Regions from separate parts of the Mus musculus genome. Here regions 2, 3, 4, 5 and 6 are each linked to region 1. Evidence: chromatin contacts called from public HiChIP or PLAC-seq and promoter capture Hi-C data. All regions are on one chromosome and are shown on one strand. The core of a region is the stretch at or near the end of the contact, and the rest is flanking DNA. Distances in the headings are between cores, read along the strand shown.

What was found. Promoter capture Hi-C pulls out the DNA fragments that hold promoters and counts their contacts. HiChIP or PLAC-seq counts read pairs in DNA pulled down with a chosen protein or histone mark.
Region 2: a promoter capture Hi-C map of hippocampal neurons shows a contact between it and region 1, with 4 times the contacts expected there. The contact joins the promoter of Hs3st3a1 here to the promoter of Zfp286os in region 1. A contact is called at or near these places in 7 of 39 promoter capture datasets (the 3T3-L1 cell line, frontonasal cranial neural crest, hippocampal neurons and 3 more), 1 of 15 datasets of contacts at CTCF or cohesin (the NIH/3T3 cell line) and 4 of 484 Hi-C or Micro-C datasets (cerebral cortex, cortical neurons and embryonic stem cells).
Region 3: a promoter capture Hi-C map of liver shows a contact between it and region 1, with 2.0 times the contacts expected there. The contact joins the enhancer-like site here to the promoter of Zfp286os in region 1. A contact is called at or near these places in 9 of 39 promoter capture datasets (the 3T3-L1 cell line, 3T3-L1-derived adipocytes, hippocampal neurons and 5 more).
Region 4: a contact with region 1 is called in a promoter capture Hi-C map of hippocampal neurons, with 3 times the contacts expected there. The contact joins the promoter of 9630013K17Rik here to the promoter of Zfp286os in region 1. A contact is called at or near these places in 1 of 39 promoter capture datasets (hippocampal neurons) and 1 of 9 other capture datasets (embryonic stem cells).
Region 5: an H3K27ac HiChIP or PLAC-seq map of embryonic stem cells shows a contact between it and region 1, with 4 times the contacts expected there. The contact joins the promoter of Hs3st3b1 here to the promoter of Zfp286os in region 1. A contact is called at or near these places in 6 of 39 promoter capture datasets (the 3T3-L1 cell line, cranial neural crest, hippocampal neurons and 3 more), 1 of 15 datasets of contacts at CTCF or cohesin (embryonic stem cells), 7 of 484 Hi-C or Micro-C datasets (B cells, cerebral cortex, cortical neurons and 3 more) and 2 of 115 datasets of contacts at active chromatin or transcription factors (embryonic stem cells and forebrain).
Region 6: an H3K27ac HiChIP or PLAC-seq map of embryonic stem cells shows a contact between it and region 1, with 9 times the contacts expected there. The contact joins the promoter of 2810001G20Rik here to the promoter of Zfp286os in region 1. A contact is called at or near these places in 3 of 39 promoter capture datasets (the 3T3-L1 cell line, hippocampal neurons and liver) and 3 of 115 datasets of contacts at active chromatin or transcription factors (SST interneurons, embryonic stem cells and large pre-B cells).

What each region holds. Positions count from the first base shown.
Region 1 is chr11:62,755,123-62,758,584 of GRCm38.p6, forward strand. It overlaps Zfp286os (a long non-coding RNA gene), which reads left to right and starts at 1,698. Exons shown (of 3, transcript XR_879919.3): 1 at 1,698-1,983. It also overlaps a transcript of Zfp286 not described here.
Region 2 is chr11:64,433,803-64,437,084 of GRCm38.p6, forward strand. Hs3st3a1 (heparan sulfate (glucosamine) 3-O-sulfotransferase 3A1) reads left to right here and starts at 1,530. Exons shown (of 2, transcript NM_178870.5): 1 at 1,530-2,824. The coding sequence starts at 2,265. It overlaps F930015N05Rik (RIKEN cDNA F930015N05 gene), which reads right to left and starts at 2,872. Exons shown (of 1, transcript NR_028445.1): 1 at 1-2,872.
Region 3 is chr11:64,046,309-64,049,486 of GRCm38.p6, forward strand. The region is part of intron 3 of Cox10 (heme A:farnesyltransferase cytochrome c oxidase assembly factor 10); the gene reads right to left. Among named protein-coding and RNA genes, the nearest start is that of Gm51866, 15 kb to the left of the region's middle. Within about 2 kb of position 1,368, at least 33 of the 459 cell types and tissues checked have an H3K27ac peak or open chromatin away from gene starts, as enhancers often do. A contact at or near this core is called in liver, where this site is marked.
Region 4 is chr11:63,962,601-63,965,820 of GRCm38.p6, forward strand. 9630013K17Rik (RIKEN cDNA 9630013K17 gene) reads left to right here and starts at 1,626. Exons shown (of 4, transcript NR_131111.1): 1 at 1,626-1,674; 2 at 3,215-3,220. It overlaps Cox10 (heme A:farnesyltransferase cytochrome c oxidase assembly factor 10), which reads right to left. Exons shown (of 7, transcript NM_178379.3): 7 at 27-1,928. The coding sequence ends at 1,522.
Region 5 is chr11:63,920,528-63,923,882 of GRCm38.p6, forward strand. It overlaps Hs3st3b1 (heparan sulfate (glucosamine) 3-O-sulfotransferase 3B1), which reads right to left and starts at 1,757. Exons shown (of 2, transcript NM_018805.2): 1 at 807-1,757. The coding sequence starts at 1,360.
Region 6 is chr11:64,077,124-64,080,807 of GRCm38.p6, forward strand. It overlaps 2810001G20Rik (RIKEN cDNA 2810001G20 gene), which reads left to right and starts at 2,361. Exons shown (of 2, transcript NR_033780.1): 1 at 2,361-2,654. It overlaps Cox10 (heme A:farnesyltransferase cytochrome c oxidase assembly factor 10), which reads right to left and starts at 2,349. Exons shown (of 7, transcript NM_178379.3): 1 at 2,213-2,349. The coding sequence starts at 2,255.

The DNA of each region.
Region 1 (3,462 bases), core at 448-2,947:
TTGAACCTTAGGTCAAGTTCTCTAAGATGGAGTCTGAACCCAGAATATTTGTTCTCTCACCAGAGGACCAGAAGAGATCGACACAGTTAGTTTGAGGCTAAACAGCAATTCAGGAGAAGCCCAGAGAAGCCAGTGTGAATCAGTCAGCTCGGAGAGGAGTTTGAGCCAGAACAGCCGAGTTAAACCACCCAACCGAGTTCAAAAGGAACAATGCCAGCTATTGCCACTGCTCTTGGTTGCTTCCAAGAACTTGACAGCGAGACCCTAGTGCTGAAAACACCATACATTTTGATTATTAGAACATGGAAAAATCAGGTCACCATAGATAGCAAAAAGGTCACCAGATGTCAACAATATCCACTCCAAGTCTTCTGGGGGTGAAAACCAGGTTTTTATTTCCTGCATTGAGGAGGTGCTCGGGTGTGTTTAGCATTCCTGGCTCCCTAGTGCTCAGTGGTTACACGGGCCTTTGTCCCCCCAACAGAGAGCACTTTCTTTTACACATAATAACTTTTATTGGGGTGGCCCCATTTTTTATAGGTCAAAAAATGTGGCTCTGGTCTCAGTTGAAGGAGTGTGGGTGAGGCAGAGAAGCTTCGAGATTCCAGAACAGTAGATGCCCCCCAGACAACGCAGCAGGCAGGAACCAGTAGACCCCGACTTACCAGGGGTCCAATTGCAAACATCCCAGCAGCCATCTCTGCTTCTGCTTTCTGAAAGGGTGGCTGTCCTGCCGAGAGGAATGTAGGGAAGAGTGGTAAACCGTGCAAACCAGTCCTGCCTTAGAAACTTCAGACTCACCACGCAGGAACCCTGAGACAGGGCTCCCATGAGGGAACACAGGGATGAGCCCCATGAAACACAGGGAAGACCCCTGCAACATCAGTGAGATCCAACTTGTCTCTCCCCCCCGCCCCCGGAGATCTAGGGTTCATAAGATTATTAAATGTAGTCACAGCTGGTTGGTCTGACATTGCACAAGCAACTTTAAAAACACATTCTCATTTAATCTTTACACTAATCTGATGGGCATTATTATTCCAATACACAAAATTTAAAAAGTTCTCTAAAGCTGTCTCAAAGAACAAAAGTGGCCAGTGCTAACCACCCTTGCAGCATCTTATCCCTTTAACCAAGACACAAGCCACACAGCTAGACACAGTGTTTAGCCTGTTTGTGACCTGAAGTTTCCAGAAAGAAAAAAGAAAAAAAAAAAAAAAAAAAGACACACCTGTGTTAAAGATTGTACAAACAAGGCGGATCGATTAATAATAAACTTTAGTGATTCTGGAGAACTGGAATGTTGTAGCTCTGCACCCTTTCTTCGTCTACCTGAGTTTGACTTAACATCTACTCTATGAGTATTAGGTAAATTCTTTTAGAAACTACAAGAGTTTCTTCCATCTACTGCACAATTATCAACAGACTTAAGGAGAAACCTCACTTGTGGTTCCCGTATCAGTGCATTTAAAAGTAAAGAAGGAAGGGTGCACGCTCTGGCAGCGCTTACAGCACCCTGGACCAGTCCAGCATGTCCCAACCAATGCACATTATTCTATTCCACGATCGTGCCAGGGAATGACAAATGGCTTAAAAAGGGATCATTTGAAATGGCTTAAAATCAGCCAGCCAGTGCAAGCTGCCCGGTGAAGGAATGCAGCTCAGCTCTCAGGCTAAGCCATCTCCGGTGAGGCTGGCCTTGGATTGTCCACCCTCCTCTCTGACGCGGTCCGCTGCTCCGGCCCGGGTAGGGCTGAGGTCTTGGTGACGCTGCAGCTCTGAAGCTCCGCTCCACCAGAGGGCGCAGGGGAGACCTACAGCATCCCGCCTCTGTGGCCCAGGCCGCTCTCCTCAGGGATGGGAGGGTCCGATAGGCTAGGTCCGGATCGGCCAGGCCGTGCACTCACGAAGGGAAAGCGCACCCCCGTCTGCACCCGGGCAGAAGTACCTGGCGGCCGCTGTGTGCCCGGCAGAGGGCGCTCGGTGAGCACGGAACCGCGCCGCAAGGCGGCCAACGTTAACCTTCATTCAGAGACTCTTCATTTAACCTTCCTCGCGATTAAGAACAGTTTACTGATTATCAACCTTCCGCGCAATCTAAGAAATACAATCACATTGGAATGTTTGTGTCTAGAGGCCACGGCCGTGTCACTCTCTAGCACTAGGAACCTTTGGCAAGATCTTTTCTAAGGTCACCTCTGTGTTGCTAAAGAAAGGCACCCAGAGAGCAGAGAGGCCACCTATAAAGTCTCAGAAGCCAGGAGAGTTGGTGAATGTCCACACTTTGCTTGGCTTTGAATTTCTTGATTGGAAAACTGGCGATATCTATCTACACTATCATTTTTGGTTCTTTAACTTTCCTGACAGGGATGAAAATATGCTAAAGGGGTCTGGTGCCAGCCAGTGGGGAAACTTAGGTCCGGGAAAGAGATTTCACACAGTTCTGACATCATACCGGTCCATCTTCTTTCTACAAGAGACTGGATCTTTGATGATGGACAGGTTCACACTTTGACCAGTCTGGAAGTGTATCCTGGGACTCAGGAACCCAGGAGCCACACTGCTCAGAGGGGAGAAGGTTATCCCGATGGAAGAGCATCCCGAGACACCCGGCCCAGGAACCACACAGCTCTGAGAGGAAGTCTCCTCAGCAGAGGCATTGCAGCTCCCAGGAGAGGGTCTCCCCAGCTGAGCCGAGTTGCTCACGAGGCTCACTCAGCCTTGCTCCCCTTTTCTCATTCTTCCCTTCTCTTCATTGCTTCTTGGCTGCTTCTGATAAGAGAGTCCCACCAGACAGCAAATCTCAGGAAAGAGATCTAGTGGAAGGATGAATCCAGGGAGACGAGGGACAAATCCAGGGGTGGCTGCCACTGCTCCCAGGAGTGGACAGCAAGAAGTTGAACCAAGAGCAGGGTTTACACAGCTAGGGGCGGAGCTTTTGGGGGGCGGGAGGAGAACCCCCACAGAGATTTCCGGATTGAGGATTGGTAGGATTTCAAGTCCTGAGCTTGGGGGAGCTCAGGGATTGGTGGGTTTCTCTGTTCAGGGATTGGTAGCTTTTTTCAGCCCTCTTTCCCTGCGTTGGGCCCAAGGGTTAGGATGGGAAGATCTTCCAGGCCACAGGCCACACAGGTTGAGGTGCCATCAATGTGCGGCTGAGCTGTTTTTTGGAAAGGCTGGAGAGGAGGTGCTGCTCCCTGGACAGCTCCTGTGATCGCTGCAGGCTGAGGCAGGAAAGGAGTTGCGACTGTTTTTACAAGTGGACTACAACCAGAACCATTCTCTATTTAAACTTAAACATGTCAGGACCCCGAAGATGATCTTGGGGTACGGGTGTCACTAGACTTTTATACCTTTTCCCAATGTGGTCACATTGTGTCTGTATGTTGCGGGAATGCCACTAGAGCTCTTTATTTGTTCTCATGTGACTGCATCGAATAGATCCCACTGGCCTCTTCCCTC
Region 2 (3,282 bases), core at 280-2,779, 1.7 Mb after region 1:
AAAGCTAGGCAGCCAGGATTCCTAAGTGAGTTTCCTGAGACCTAGCTCTCTTGACTGCTGGACTCTTATTAGCACAGGGAGGGGAGGGGTTAGGGAGCTAGGAAGATGTCTACAGCGCACAGGATTGGGCTACAGTGACCAGGGCACAGCCCACATTGCCAGGTATCTTGCAGGAGACAGAAATAAGGAAGCAATACGATTAGGACAAAAATGAAATATCTGGTGGTGGAAGAGATGGCTCGGCAGTAAGAGCCCTGGCTGCTCTTCTAGAGGACCTGGTACAATTCCCAGCACCCACATCTAGGCTAACAACTGTCAGGAACTCCAGTTCAAAGAGATTTAGAACTCTCCAGCTGGCACCAGGTACCCACGTGGTGCACAGACACACATGCAGGCAAAACAGCCATACACATAAAATACAAATAAATGAAAAATTGAAAACAAAACCACCACAGAGTAACAGCCAAAGAAAGCAATCAAACCTTCAACATCTCCTGAAGATTTTACTACTCACCTCCCCAGGAGCCAGCAAGGGGCAGATTTTACCTCTTTGTGACTTGCTTTGGGGGCATGGGAAGGGTATCTAGGGGTCAGGGGAAATAAGAGAAAAAGGAACCCGTTGTTTAGGGAAGGACTCTTAACTCTCAAAGAGTGAAAACACATTCACGCATGTGGGTGGTGCACATATGCAAAGTATTAAACTTTATCAACAACTGGTTATACGGATTTGGAATTGTACTTATTATTTTTTAAATATAATTTCTGTTTTGGTGTATTTATTGATCTAGTTTCTAAGGGGTTCCTTTCCAGGTCCTATGAGACTCTTCATCTTTTTAAATAAATCCAAAGGAAAAACAAGCAAGCAAGCAAACTAACAGACAGACTTGTAAGGGCCCTCAGTGGACAGGGAAGTAGAAGGCAAGTCTGTACTGAAGCTGTCTCTTTGCCCAGACAAATGGGGGCGTGGCCTGCCAAGAACTCTTGGGAACAAAACTTCAGAAGTCTCTGGGATGAGAGGGGATGGGATGGGTGGGCTGGAGAAGGGTAGGAATACAGAAGCTGGGACCAGAGGGAATCAGGAAGTGGGGATCTGGGGGTGTTAAGGCTGCTAAGGACTAAGCTGAGCTGGAGAGGTCTGAGAACCCCCAATCCGGCAAGGGGTGGACTGGCTGGGCGTTAGACTCAGGCAATCATACAGGCGCTGTCAATCTGACAGCGCCCAGAGACCTAGGGGTGGAGGAGGAGGAAGGAGGAAAGGAGAGAGGGAGTGCGAGGAAGGGGCGTCTCCTCTGTCGTCCGCGCCCTCTCCAGTGTATTGGGCGGTGCCTCGTCACCTTTTTTTTTTTTTTTTGTCCCGGTCCCACCCCTTCTGCCTCTCTAGCCCGGCCCCTGCGCCTCTGCTCTGCACCCTAGAGCGGATCCCCGCGTTGGTCTGGCCTGGGCCGTTGACGTCACCACCAAGTTTGCTGTCCTTCGCGTCCCACGTGTGGCGGTAGCGGCTGAGGAGGCTGCGGGGAGAGCCCAAGAGCACAGTGGCAGCGGTGGCTGACAGGTCCCGCACAGCGGGGCCCCTCCAAGCTGTTCCCAGCTGGGGCCCCAGAGGAGTGGGTAGACTTCCGGAGCGCTCAAGAGGCCAGAAGGCTTGAGTCCCATTCGGATAGAGGGACTAGGGGGACTTTGCTTGCTCGGTTGCTGAGACGAGCTGAGCCAGGACTCAGGGCACGCTCCTGGGCGGGCCAGGAGAGCAGAAGCTGGAAAAAGGGTCACTCGTTCTAACCGGAGCGTACACAATTCTTCGGCCCGAGAGTCCTGCGCCCGCTCCACGGGGGACTGAGCCAAGGATGTGTTATCGCTGAGCCAAGTTCCGCACCGCTCAGGACCCTGCTGAGCCGAGCACCTTCGCCACTGCCGCCGCAGAGACTCCCTTGCCGGGCGACTCTCGGAGACCCAGGGCGCGGAGCTCTGCGCAGCTAGGCTCAGGACTCGGGCGCGTTTCAGACCCAAGACCATGGTTTCTTAAGCACGGCCCCGCACCCCTTTCCTCCTCGTCGCCCGAAGCCCAGGACCCCAAGAAGGGCTCGCAGTGCTTGGTCCCTAGTTCCAGCCCCTGCTGCCGCCCAGCGGGGCAGCTCTCAGGCACGCAGGGCGGCTCAGGCGATGCGGCCGCGGGGCAGCACGCTGGCTGGCAGCGGGGATGGCGGAGCTCCCAGCACAGTCGTGGCCTAGCATGGCCCGCTCGCCGTCCGAGGTCGCCTCTGGCTAGGATGGCCCCCTCGGGTCCCACCGGCGCCCAGCCCAGCCCGGCGGAGCCACTGTCGCGCAGCATCTTCAGGAAGTTCTTGCTGATGCTCTGCTCGCTACTCACTTCCCTCTACGTCTTCTACTGCCTGGCGGAGCGCTGCCCACCCGGCTCGGGCCCCGTCGCGGGGGTCCCGGGGCGCGGCGTCCCTGCAGGACCCAGGGAACTGGCGATGTGGCCCGCGGGAGCGCCAAGGAAGCGCCTCCTGCAGCTGAGGCAACGGAGGAGGCGCGGGCGGTCGGGGCCAGGAGACAGCAGCGACCAGGAGGAGCAGAGCCCTGGGCTGGCCGCCGCACCAGGAGGCTCCGGGGCGGGAAGCAGCGTGGCCGAGGCCCAGCCGGGGACCCTGGCCTTACTTCTGGACGAGGGCAGCAAGCAGCTGCCGCAGGCCATCATCATCGGCGTGAAGAAGGGCGGCACGCGGGCGCTGCTGGAGTTCCTGCGCGTGCACCCCGACGTGCGTGCCGTGGGTGCTGAGCCCCACTTTTTTGACCGCAGCTACCACAAGGGCCTCGCCTGGTACCGGTGAGCGCGGGGACCCCCATGGGTACTTCTGAGCGCTGGCTGTGCAGAGGGGGAGACTAGGAAGGGATGGCAAAGGGGGAGCAGTAGCTGTTCCCATCTTGGGCTCCCGTTCTTCTCCCTTGGGGAGGGGCAGATGGAGAGAGGAATGGAGATCTTGATTTTAATTGTCAGGGCTCCCCAGTTCCCCAAACATCTTATTCCTTGAAATCGCCCTAGTAATTAGATAAAGGAAAAGAAAAGGAAAGAGGAGAGTTTCCTTTTAAGTTAGAAAACTGTTCCTCATTACTGGGCTTACCAAGGGAAGCCTATGTCTATTCCTTTATCTTTGGGGTAATTCCCTGTGGTTAACATGGGTCTTTGCTCCGGTATTTATTTGCCTTGACCCTTTGCCAGATAGTTGTCCAAGGTGGTAAGTCATATAGAAACTTAGTAAAAGTGTCAAGAGTCCCTGTAGTTTG
Region 3 (3,178 bases), core at 118-2,617, 1.3 Mb after region 1:
ACGGATGATGTGTACCCGGGGGACACGGGTACTGTCTGAAGACACTGTGTGCCTGAATGTGCAGGTGCACACATGCACTGAAGGTCAGAAGACAACCTCTTCTGTTGCTTCAGTATAGGTGGAGACAACGTGTATTTTAGAGACAATGTTCTATCACGGCCTAAGACTTGATAACTAGGCTAAGCTGCTGGCCCATGAGGCCCCAGGGACCTTCTTGTCTCTGCCTCTCCAGTACTCAGATTACTCAGTACACCATGTCAGGCTTTTTCTCTCTTTTTTTTTTTTAGATTCTAGAAGTAAAATTGGGTCTTCCCAGTTGCTGAATGAACTACCTTCCCAGGCCTGGAGCTAGTTTTGGTTGCTGTAACTGGGGGAAGAGAAGATGCTATTTTCTGGAGAGCAAAGGCTATTGTTCTTCTGCCTATCTTTCAGTGAGTACACAGGAAAGCCCACAACAAACTTCCTGTCTGCTCTAACTAGAAACTCTAACACCCTGATCTAGTCCAATCCATCACTACTGGAGCTTCCTCCCTGACTGGTCTCCAGATCCCACAGTGCTTCTCTTTGGAATGAGCTGGGCACAGATCACAGCCCCTCACCTCCAACGGAAGTGGTTGAAATTGTACCTGCAATAACGCTCAAACTCTCCTTGGCTGTACTAAAGCGCGTCCACTGCTCCTCAGCTGGCTCACCACTGCCCAGTCACGTGGAGCTATGTACTTCAGGGTCCTTGCTCTCTCCCTCTTTGAGCTAGCTCCTTCTCCTTCTTTGGGTTCCATTTAAGATGTCCTTCCTAGGGAGACCATCTCTGGCCATCTCATCTACAGCAGGCCAGTCCAGAAGCTCGCTCCCGAGATCATCCTCTGTTTCCTACCGGCACTCACCACACAGTGACTCCTCACAGAAATGTAAGCTCCATGAAGACCAGAGTCCCGTGGGCATAGTTCCTGCTCTATCCTCAGTGTTGTCACCATGGCCAGAAGAGAGGGGTATGTACTGGAGGCACAGGAGGGAAGGTGGCAGCTGCCAGACTGGACTTTATGTCATTTGGTAGCCAGCTGAGAGTCCCTGGGAGTCTATGCAGGAAGGAGACCCACTGTGAAGTCCAGTTCCAGGCCGTGCAGGGACAGGGAAACAATCTACCAAGTGACCGCATTGATCCCCTGTGAATGAGCACAGGGAGAATGCGCAATGGGAACACTAGGGTTGTACGGCATTAGAGAACTGTCAGAACGCCGTGCGCAGGAGAGGGGGGAAGACAACAAGGAAGAGGAAGGAGAGTGTTTGCACGCAGGCAGCGTGGAGGAGAGCACAGAAGAGCACAGCAGAGCACAGGCGATGAGCTGTACATCAGGAAATGTGCTGCTTCTGAGGAACCGCAGGGCACGGTGGGGTGGGGTAAACATATAGACAAGGCACAAAACAGGAGCTCAGAGGAGACACTGGGAGACAGGAGCACAGGGCAAAGGGGACAGAAATCATGAGCAGTGTGTGCCCGAGAAGGTACGTATAAAAACCCTCAGACCATCACAGCTTGAGGGAAAGCATGGAAGATCCACAGGCTTGGAGATTAGAATTATGGAGATGGGGTGCACTCCTGAAAGTTACATAAGGGAAGGGAATGGGGTGGGACTACTGCCTCCAAGGGTACATGCTAGAGAAGGAAATGGTATCCATCGCCTACAGCTTGTCCTTCAGTCTAGTCTCATCAGAGGCTTACAGAAGTCCTTCAGTTTTACCATATGGACAAGCCCTTTCCTAATACCTGGATCACATACAGTTTCCCTGTGTGTGTATGTGTGCACGCACATGCGTGTGCGTGCGTGCAGATACATGCACATATATAGTATAGGTCACAGGCTGATGTCCAGTGTCTTCCTCACTTCCCAGTGTTCTCTCCACCCCTCCCCTGCCTTTTTCTTGAGCTAGGCTTCCTCATTTAACCTGAGACTCACAAGTCAGCTGGCCAACAAGCCCTGGGGATCTTCTTGTCTCTTCCCTCCAGTGCCAGGACCCCAGGCATGCACCGTCACGACCACTTTTACCTGGGGAATGGGCATCTGAAGTCGGGTCCCTGGCTGGTGGAGCAAATATTTTGTTTACTAGGCCATCTCCTCAGTGTGGTCTCTTAAATTTCTATTTTTCTTTAGCTGTGTTCCATGTCAATTTGAAATGTAAAACAAGTATATGGGCTAAGAATACTGTCTATGCCAGCCAGCTTTCTGTGACTAGAACAAGCACGTGAGAGAATCAACTTATGAAAATGACAGCAACCACTCATTACTGTGGTAGAATTTGGAACCTCTAAGACCTTTCCAGAAAGGGTGACACACCAACAATGAATATATCTGTTGACTCCATCAAAGCATCCCTCAAAGGAGAGTCTCTAACAGCACGCCTCTTGGGCAAGAGGCCCTTCCTTTGGCACAGTGGGTGCAAATGCAGTGAGCATCTGACATTCCCTTGGCAGGCAAAGGACTACAGAGCAGAGAAGCCAGGGCAGGGCTGAGGGGGCAGGCCTCTATGAGGGCTACAGAGACAGGCAGGTCAAGAGATGAAGGAACAAAAGAGGCTGGTCAGACACTAGAGGCACTCAGCGATCCCTCGGCTTGGGGGACAGTATACCTGTCCCCTAGACACAACACTGCACGTCACAACAGGTGCACATGACGGCGTGGCAGCAGCTAGCACCTGGCAGGACCTGGGACAGTACAGCAGGCTCAGCATTTAGACAACATTTATTTCGAAGGAAACATTCTGGGAGCAGTTTTTTAGCTCTGGTTCTGTAATGACTTATGCTCCAAAGACAACTCCATGGTGATTCCAGGCCTTGAAAACGACTGTTGTGTCAGCTACCATCACAGTAGCTGACAAAGTACTATAATCAATGAACTGTCAAAAACAAACAAAAAGCCTGAAGACTTTGCCTTGTTTAAAGTTGAAAAGGGTATACAAGCGTAAGAAAACTTCAGATGGGCAGCGATGCACGTCTTTAATCCCAACACTTGGGAGACAGAGGCAGACAGATCTCTGAGTTTGAAGCCAGCCTGGTCTACAGAGTGAGTTCCAGAACAGCCAGCCAAGGCTACACAGACAAACCCTGTCTGGAAAACAGAGAGAGAGGGATGGAGGGAAGGGGGGTGAGGGAGGAGGAAGAAGAGGAGGAAGAGGGAGAGAG
Region 4 (3,220 bases), core at 376-2,875, 1.2 Mb after region 1:
TGGGAAACACAGGACACACGCTCAGGTTCTTTTAACTGTTTTATTGCAGCAGGAGGAGAATCAACACACTTTACAGACTTTAAGGCCGCAACAAGTCCTAGATGCTCTTTGCAGACATCGCCATTCCCTGTTACCACAGGACACAGCCAGGCGGTAACGTTACAAAAGGTAGACAGAGGTACCGGGCACACTGTCTGCAGGCACTCTGGACACCATCCTCCCCACCTTTTGTGGTGGTGTTAAGTTCAAACCCGAGCCCAGAGCTAAGCAAGTGCTCTCCCTTTGGTCACGGCCAAAGCCTTTCTTCCACATTTTGAGAGGACAGTCCAAATTCAAGAACCGTTTTCTGTGTGGCTTAAAGCCCTGGAGGGAATCCTGACGGGGCCCAGCACCCTGGGAGATCAAGGAACTCAAACTCTGGCAGCTCCACAATTTTAAGGCAGCATTGCTCTCTAGCCCTGGGGAGTACGCAACAGTCCGAAGACCTACAGGTCCCTGCATTTTACACCAGAGGCCATGGAGTTCCAGAGCTGGACCCATGGCCACTAGGAGCCCTGCTGCCCTCTCTGAACACCACTGGGCACGGAGGCCAACTTCTGGACTTAGGAGGTACCAGTGTAGAAATGTGGTTTGCACGAAAGAGATAAGTGAGCATAAAATGGTTGCTGACGCAGCTCACCCTCTCCCTCAGGTTATGCTGAGTGATGCCCTTCCAAAAGGAAATGCTGAGACCATGCCTGAGAGCATGATGAACACGTGGCATATTTCCTGGGGTTTCTGAACTCCTGGTTTGGGGTGGGATTGGACGTGGTGGTGTGTGCTGGCAATGTGGCCAGGGATCTGCAGGCAACCGTTTGGAATCCCCACTCCCAGTGGGCAGCCCAGGCCAGGTGTTGTGTTACTTCAGGGAATGTGTGGTTGAGAACACTGGTAGGGTAGAGGAAGCTAGGCAGGCCCCATCTTACTGGCAGAGAAGGGGTGCTGTAGCCACACTATGTGTTCTTCTGAGGAAGTGTGTGGGAGCTTCCAGATGCGGAACTACAGAGGTTGGGTCACAAGCACTCACCTGTTTGAGCAATGACCACAGTGGCCTCCAGGTGGTGAGTATGCACGCGCGCACGTGCGTGTGTGTGTGTGTGTGTGTGTGTTGGGGGCGGGGCTGGCCTGGGGTGGAGGGAGGAGGATGTGCATATATATCATGTGGGTGAGAGAACACAGGGCTGGAGGGAAAGATGCATAAAGACTTTCCAGGAGAAGAAATATTCTTTTTTTTTTTTTTTTTTTTTTTTTTGTACTGACCCCATATGCTAGTCCCTTTCTTGTTTGGGAAGCAGTTTGGATATTAATATTAAAAGGACTGGGAAGTGACGACACAGCACCAGATGATCTGCCACCAGCTGACACCATCCAACTCTCTTTGCCAGAATCACCAAAATACGCTTCCTGCTGGCCCAGGGCAGTGCTGTCCGTGTGTCTGTCTGCAGGTGTCTGCTCTCATGTTCCCCACAGACCGGCTGGCTCTCAGCTCGGAGCCTCTCCCTTGTCCCCCTCCTGCCCGGGCCGCTGCTTACAGGTGAGCATGAGCAGCAGGAGCAGCGGCAGGTGCCACAGGCTGCAGAAGAACAGTTTCCTTGAGCTCCTGCGGTCTGCGTCCACGTAGAAGCGGAAGCCGAGGTAGGAAATGTACAGGTTGATGGGGAGGGAGATGACAGGGAAGACCCAGGTGGTGATGTCCAGGACCGGGGCAGCAGTCGACAGAGCAATCAGGGCCAGGCAGTGGCGCAGTGCCACCCGCCGGCAGAGGGCTGGATGGGTGACGGACATCATACAGTAGCCTCCTCGGGAGTAGTCTTCACGGAGGCCCCAGCTCAGGGCATTGAAGTGGGGGAATTGCCAGGAGTACAGGATCCCTCCCAGAAGAAGCGCTCCTGTGAGGAGGGGTGGGGAGAAAAGGGAACAGTTAGGTGTCAGCGGCCATCTCCAAAGCAAGGCTCTCTCAGCCTCAAAGTGAACTCCTCAGGAGGCCTGTGCTCAGGTGGCCAGCAATCTGTCTCAGCCCTCCTGTCTTAGTGTGCTTTCTAGTGCTGTGATAAACACCGCGACCAAAGACAACGTTAGGAAGAGTTTGTTTAGAGGTTTCAGCAGGGACACAAGGGGGAACCTGGAGGTGGGAACTGAGACACCATGGAGGGCCACTGCTCAGTGGCTGCCTAACATGGCTTGCCCAGCCTGCTTTCTTAGATAGCTCAGGACCTCCTAACCAGAGGTGGCACTGCACCCAGTGAGCTGGGCCTTAACATATTAATTTGATGATGATGATGATGATGATAATGTCCCAACAGAGCTCTCTACAGTCCAATCTGATGGAGGCATTTTCTCAGTTGTGGTTCCTCTTCTCAGACTATACTAGCATGCCCAGTAGTACCCTTCCCAATGGAGGGATTCCCATGGGAGAGGACTGTTGGAAATAACGAGAGAGGCACTTTCTAGTTCAAGAGTCCTGGTACCCGTTTCAGTGACACACACAGGGCACTTATCTTAACACGGAGTTCTCTTGGGAATTGGAAGGCAGGCAGGGAAGGCTAGAGCAGCTGAAGGAGCAAATGGTGGTGACGGAGACTTCTTCGTGTTTTGATGGGACAATACAGCTAACTCTGCGACTGTCAGGTGGTGGAGATTCTCAGGGCACAGGGTGGCCTTAAGGACCCTGAGCTTCATGTTTGGGGAAGCCGTAGTAGATCTCACGAGCTGTCTTGGACCCTCAGGCCTTGGGCTGAGTATGATATACAGTAGTAATGACAGCCACAGCATGGGGTGGGGTTATGACAAGAGCAGGAAGTGTTCTGCCAAGGAAAGCTCATTGTGGTAACAGAACCAGGGCATGGCTGAGGGGAGACAGGAGGGCCCAGGGGAGGGATGGTAAGGCTCAGAGCTCCAGGTGGGTTTTATTCTAGAAATGACTGAGCAAGAACAAGCTTGACATGGTGAAATTGGCAGCAATGGGGACTCTCCCTCCAGCTCTGCCCCTCACTGTCCCCTCAGCCTCTGGTGTGCCAACTGCAGTAGTCTGTTGTGCAACTGAAAGTTTTGGCTGTGCTTCGCCTCAGAACGAGAGCGCTCAGACAATAGCTCAGTTCTGGAAAAGGAGCAAGCTGCTGTCTCTGAGAGGAAGTTGGTAAGGGTTTGGCTCGTGTCACAAATGAAATCTCTTTAGGATCCG
Region 5 (3,355 bases), core at 507-3,006, 1.2 Mb after region 1:
GCAGAAATACACGTCCTTGTCTTGGCGCTCCCAGCACCGAGACCGGGAAGGCGAAGCGGCTGCGCCGGCAGCGCCTCGGGCGCCCAGAAGCCTTCAAAGAGGCTGCGCGCTGCAGTGCGCGCCTTTGCCCGACAGGGACCAGCACAGCTCCACGCCCGGCGCGCCGCAGCCAGCAAAGTCGCGCAGCCTCCCGGTTACCCTCCCTAGCACAAGCGCCTCGCAAGCTGAGCGGGTCAGACCCCCTTCGGGTTGCGGCAACAAGAAGAATTGTAACAAAAAGTTAGACTCAAAACACCCTTGGCTCTGAGCCTTAGCCTGCGCCCCTCTCCCCATCTGGGCAGCAGAAGCGACTCTAGCAGTTGGTGCTCGTTAAAGGCTGTGACCCAGAGGCGCACAACACTCCTCCCCGCGTCCCTGGCTGCAAGAGAGACAAAATCCTAACCACTCCGAGTTATTCGCGTGGGATGCGGCCACAGCCAAAAGGTAACCGGTTCCTCCGGCGCTTTCCCAGTAGCTGCCGGGTGGGTGTCTTTGTGGAGAGATCACCTAAATGGTTCTAGGGCGCAGCATACCAGCCAACGGTGCCAAGCTAAAAGTTTCTGTAGGTGGCTGTCTCAGCCTACTCCGGAGCATCTGATTTCTCCCCAACTGTCCACCAGCAATGTGCGGTCGCACTTTGGTCCCCGCCCGCCCTAAATTGACGGAAGTTGTACCCCTGCTTCCCTCCCCACCTGACGCGCAACGGCCGGTGGGGGCTCACGGTCGGGATCACGGCCGGCGCAGCGGCCCCTGGAGAGGAAACTCACCGGTACCAGGCAAGACCCTTGTGGTAGCTGCGGTCGAAAAAGTGGGGCTCGGCGCCCACGGCGCGCACGTCGGGGTGCACGCGCAGGAACTCCAGCAATGCCCGCGTGCCGCCCTTCTTCACCCCGATGATGATGGCCTGCGGCAGCTGCTTGCTCCCAGCGCCGCTGAAGAAGCTGGAGATGGGACTGGGGGAGTCCGGCGCCTCTGGACTCTGCTCCTCCTGGCTCCCAGCGCCTACTGTCTTATCCTTGCCTGCAGCCAGCGAATTGGCCGGAGGTGCCCGGAAGGGCATCTTAGGGGATGTCTCATTCGGAGCTGTGACCAGGGCTGGCTGAGCGTGAGTAGCGCGGGACCCCGAGCCCAGGAGCAGCAGGCCGGGAGCGGCGGTACAGGAGCCGGCGCACGAGTACAAAAACATGTACAGCCAGATGCAAAGCATGGCGAAGAGCAGCGCGAGCTTCCTCCTCACCGGCGGCGGGGGCGGCGGCGGCTGCGGCAGGAACCGGCCCGGGACATCGAGACAGGACCGGCCGCCGCTCAGGCGCTGCCCCATACGCGGCCCGCGGGCGCGGCCAGGGGCATGGCTCAGCACATGGCAGGAGTCCCGCCGGAACAGAGAGCACCGCGACGGTCCCCTGCCACTTTGAGCCCGGAGTGATTCGGTTTATTGCCCTCCTGCGCGCGCGGCTGCCGAGGCTGCGGCTCTTCCCCGGGTGGCGGCGGCGGTTGCAGCGGCGACGGCTCTTGACATGATGCCCACGAGAAGCCGGGGTTGGAAAGCTAAGTCCAGGCGACGGGAACTGTGAGCAGACGCGCTGTCAGTTACGCTGTGCCCCGCACTCAGTAACTCTGGACGGGGCGCACGACAGCTCGCCGGGGCTGCCTCCTCGCAGCCAGGAGATTGAGAGCAGCCCCGGCGCTTGCCCGCTGAGGCTGCGGCGGAGAACTGCGCAGGAAGAGAGCCCAGCACTGAGGTGGAGTGGGCGGTCCCGGCCTTCCGAGTGACGGGCTGCGCTACCTACCAGGAGGCGCGAGCAGCATGCAAATGCCGGAGCTTCACCCAAGTCGAAACAGCCAATCGTCTCTCGGAACGTGGGGGTGTGGAAAGGGTTCGCGAAGGGGGGTAGAGCAGTATGGGGTTGCTATTGGCTTCAGAATTCAAGGGGCGGGTTCAGGGAGGCGAGGCCATCGGCTGGTGACAGGAGCAGATGGTGAGGATGCTGGAGTGACCCAACGCTGAAAGAGGTCCCACCCGGTTGAGTGGCGCTCTCTTATACACGCGCGCTTTTCCACACTCGCTTCTGAGGCCAGTCTTGGCTATAGTTGCCTATGTGACAAAGATGCCAGTCCTCATCCAAGGGTCCCGCCATCCGGCTCCTGAGTGTAAAAGCTGCAGAAAAGAGACAGGGATGGAAGAGGGAAAGCCGACCAGACGTGTTTCCAGCCCCACCCGCAAACCCAGTTTCATAATCGGGGCTCAGGGAAGGGCCTCCAACAGACCCTGATTTAGGAAGTTTAAGTAGGGAAAACCTCGGCGGAAGTCACTAACTTTCCCGCTCTCTCAATATTGTCCAGAATGGTCTCCCTGTGCCTGGCGCTTAATAGGGACAGACGTAAACACTATCTCACTCTTTCCAAACTCTCCTGAAAAGGCCTGGGGGGTGAACAGAGAGAAGGAAGGTTGTTTAGTTTAAAGACACTAGTTGAAACTTAAAGTCACATGTCGGAGTTTTATATGGGTATCTGTTCCTTGGCATCATTAATTTGATAGATGTTCTAACTTCTTTCTCTTGAACAAACAATTAAGCCGGCATCCGCCCCTGCTTAGAAGATTGGTTGGGTTTCTGACCTATGACTCTGTACTGAATCCTAGGCGTTTTCCCCCAATAACTTTTTTTTAAGTCGAATGTTGATATGGGGTAAATTCAGGAGTAGTGACTAGCACTTATTTAATGGTGAAAATCCACTCCGAGGCTTCCTTGTTTCGCACCTTTGTCCAGGGGGGCGGCCCGGAAAGGGGTCTTCTCAGAAACTGTCAGCTCTGGTGAGGGAAGCTCGGGCGCTGATGCCTGGCCAAATTTCTGCGCTGGCGATCGGAGTTAGGAAAGTCGGGATGGGGACGTTCACCCAAGTGGCGGCTTGAGAGCCTTTCGGTGCCTGGAATCCATTTTCCGCAAGACCGAAAGGCCTCCAACGCCAGGCTGCGTGCGGTTCCGGGACAGAATTTTCATTCCTTCCGACCCCCGTGCAGGCCGCGGGGACGCAGGAGGTGACTCACTCTGCGGCCACAGGCGCCTTGCACTTCCCGGTGGGCACCGGCGGGCGAAGCGGAACCGATCTTATCCTTTCTCCCTTTACTCAACTATTTGAGACAGTGTGGGGGTAATCAGAGTGCATACTGTCTCCCTCCCGGAATTAATGTCCCCAAGTGCCCAGAGCTCTTGCTGCTCCTCCACGGTCCGGCTTCCGGACGGTAGAGCCAAGCTAAAAAAGTAGGTTTGAGTTGTGCACCTCGGATTTGAAGTGCATCCTAGCCATAGCGGTGACC
Region 6 (3,684 bases), core at 1,111-3,610, 1.3 Mb after region 1:
TTTTGTCAAAGTGTGTCAAGTGTCCATGAACAAATACATAGAAAATAAAAGCAATTTCTGGCCTAAGTAAGCACATGAAAATACACTTTAAGATCCACAGGACTTTCAACAGATATATTAAAATCTGAAGAGATAATCAGAACACCTATACTCATCATTAACACTGGACTGCGACTGCAGGGCTTTGTAAATCAACTAAGGAGACTTAAAGTTCCTGAACCATATTTAATGGAAATGAGAAAAACTTAAACTTTTATGAGCCAACTCAGAAGTAACTGCTAGTTACTAAACAACCTTAATGATCCCTCTGCCGACTCTTCCCATCAAACTTCTTAGAGGGATCTTTCATATATTTACATATGAGCAGGTTTTTCTGAAGATATGCTCAATTTCAGAAAATAAGCTATTAGTTCCCACTGTTTTACAGCTCCAGAGGCTGATCCTAGAACAGAGGGGTGGGGGGGTGCATATGCAACCTGTCTCCTAGCATGATGAGACTTAAGAGTCAAAACAGAATTGTCCTAGAAGAAGCTGAAATACTGCCGGGCAGTGGTGGCACACGCCTTTAATCCCCGCACTAGGGAGGCAGAGGCAGGCAGATTTCTGAGTTCAAGGCCAGCCTGGTCTACAAAGTGAGTTCCAGGACTGCCAGGGCTACACAGAGAAACCAACCCTGTCTCGAACCCCCCCCCCCAAAAAAAAGAAGCTGAAATACCAAACAGAAAAGTAGAAAGAAAGGTTGCCCTGAGGAATCTGTATACAAAGAAGAAGCGTCCGTACAGACAGATAGTCCAGCACTGAGATGAGCCCTCTAAGAATGAGTACCGAGTGTCTGCATCGAGGAATACTCACAATCAGCGATTACAGAAAGTAACAAAGAAGTGAGTCAAGAAAGACTCACAACAGACACACACACACACACACACACACACACACGAAGAACCCCATAAACTTTTTATTTTAGAAAATGACAGTCATATGAAAAGAGGTGTCCAAGGAGGCTCTATCACTCAACGCACAGCTTTGACAATTACCAAGTACTGCCCAACTTTGTCTCTTCTACCCACCCTTCCACTTCCTGCCCTGGTTTATGAGCCAGAAGGTACCTTTGAGATCACCTAGCTCAGTTACCTTATTATAGACGCGTAAATGTTTCATTAAAGAAAGTCAAATGATCTGCACTGGGATCATACAAACGCACGGGAGAAAAGAGCTCTACAGAAGCACAGTGATCACCACAGTCAGCCAGACACAGTGGGCAGTGTGTAAGTGACAGGGAGGCCTACAGGATGGTTCTGGGCTGTGAGAAGGTACACAATGGCTTCCACTATCTTGTCTGTACTATAGATCACTTTGCCACCATCCATGGATACTAGTCACAAAACCAACCTCCTCTTTAAAATTTCTACCAGCACAATCTCATTCATTCACAAATGACTGAGCATCACCAATGCACATAGGCATTGCTCTGGGCATGAGGGATACAGTGGTGAACCAGGGAGACAGACTATCTTTACTTTCACAAAGTGTTTCTCTTACTGGGAGGAACACACTAAATTGTTGCACATCTGTACTGCAGGTGTGAACAATTACACCGTGTGTTATTCATGATAAATTAATATGATATAAGAAAAGAAGGATAAAGACTCCTATTTTAGTTAGAGTGCTAAGGTTGGCCTCCCTGAAAAGGTAAAATATAGGAGCTTTTCAAGAGTTTGTGATAAACACACATCTGTCAAAAGTCCTTCTGATGGAAGGAGCCATACTGATGGTACAGCGCTGGCTCAATGGGATTCAGTTGGCAGTTATCATTATCATGGTGATTAAGGTAACACTTTAAGCTGGAAGACAGCTCCTTAACGGGGGGGGGGGGGGGGGGGAGGTGCGCTTCTTGTCATTAAAAGGCGGTGGCCAGGAACCGCGGCTCTCATGTGCCAGGCTTGTGGAGCCCCATGGTTTATCCTGTCCCTCCATCTTGCACTGTCTGAAACTCCAAAGAGCACGGGATATCAAGCCTTAGGGACCACCTGGCCTACGGTGCAAAGCTGGTCCACAATACTTGGCCTCGTCCCTTCAGGTGACCCTAAAGGTCACCTCCCTGCCAAGTGACAAGCCAAGGGCTTCCAAGGTTGCAGGCGGCCGGCAACACGGTACCGCACATGGCAAAAAAGAAAACAATTCGTCCACGATCATTCCCAACCGGGTACAATACCTGTGAGGAGGCGCGAGGAAATGGTGTGCGGGGACGCGGCCATAACGTACTGGTGCAGCAGTCCCCAGGACCCCAGGACGCCTCTCACCTCACCGGCTCCTGGGCGCCGCCATCTTGCTAGCCCGCCCTCTGAGTGAGGCGGGACTTCCTCTTGTCACTTCCGGCTCCCAGCGCTCTCTGAAAGCTAGGCTAGCGGAGCTTATAAAGATCGGATGGTAGAGCTTTCGCTTTCCCCTCAGACGCTCCAGATGTAGACTAGGTGAGCTCTCTGCCCGGGAGGGACAGATCGTCGGAGCCCGCGGGCGGAAGGCGAGTCGTGGCGGGGTTAGGGCTCTGGAGTCCGGCCCGGCCCGGCAGTCCCCTGAGCTTGAAAGAATTGAATGCCTCCTCAGTTGTCACCCAGGCTGATCTTGCGCAGGCTGTTGGCTTCTCGTGGAGTTTGGTAAGTAAAAAAACGAGGAAGAAAGAAACTCATTAAAAGAGCAAAACATGACTTACAAGGGCAGTTTGTGTTTGCTTTCAGCGATGAGGTGAGATCTCTGTGGTTCACCTCAGGTGCTGATCAGGGGCCACTGAGACAGGAGTTTGTGTAAGAGCACGCACTGTGTCTCTGCAGCAAGAACTGGTCATGGTGAGCGTCATCCCGATAGGGATAAGGTAGAAAGCGCTATGGAATGAGGTTAGCATTTCTGTGAAGTAGGCTAAAGAAAGGCTTTGAAGAGCCAACTTGCTGCTCAGTAGAAGGAACTGTGAGAGTTTTCCAGTTTACCAGGAAGACAGAGCAGAGAATGGGATTTTCTGAGGCCCATCACAGTTCATCACTGTGGACCTAGGATAATGGTTGTCCCCATCAAATTAATCTTAGACTAAGGAAGAAGAGGATGGATTTCTGGTGAATAACTGAAAAGTTAACAACTGTTCAATCCACTGTTTTTCGAGCACTTTGAAATGCTGTGTTAAGTGAAATATTACAAAGTACAAACCTTAAATCAACAAATGAAAAGCACAATTTGGGATCTAATCACACCAACAGTGAGTGCTGCTTAGGGGAGGCCTTCTGCTTTACAGCTATCTTGGTTAATTAGACCCACTGTTCCTGGAACTCTGATCATCATAAATAAGTTAGCCCTTTACAAACTAGATCTCAGATACCTAACTCAATGGTTACATGGTATGGAACCTGAGGGCTAGAGAGATTGCGTGATTCAAACTGTAGATTGTATAGCAGTCTACTGTACTTCCTATCTCTTTATAGTTGTCTCTTAAAATTTGTGTTATAAAACCAAAAAGTGATAGGACTGTACACCTATAAGATGGCTATAAACAAAATTAATCAATAGCAGGAGTTAACAAGTTAGTGAAGAAGTAGGAATCCTGATACATTGTTTATAGGAATATAAAATATTGTAGCCACTTTGGAAAAGCAGTTTAGGTGTTCCTCAATAAGTTAAACACAGCGCTACCTCCTGACC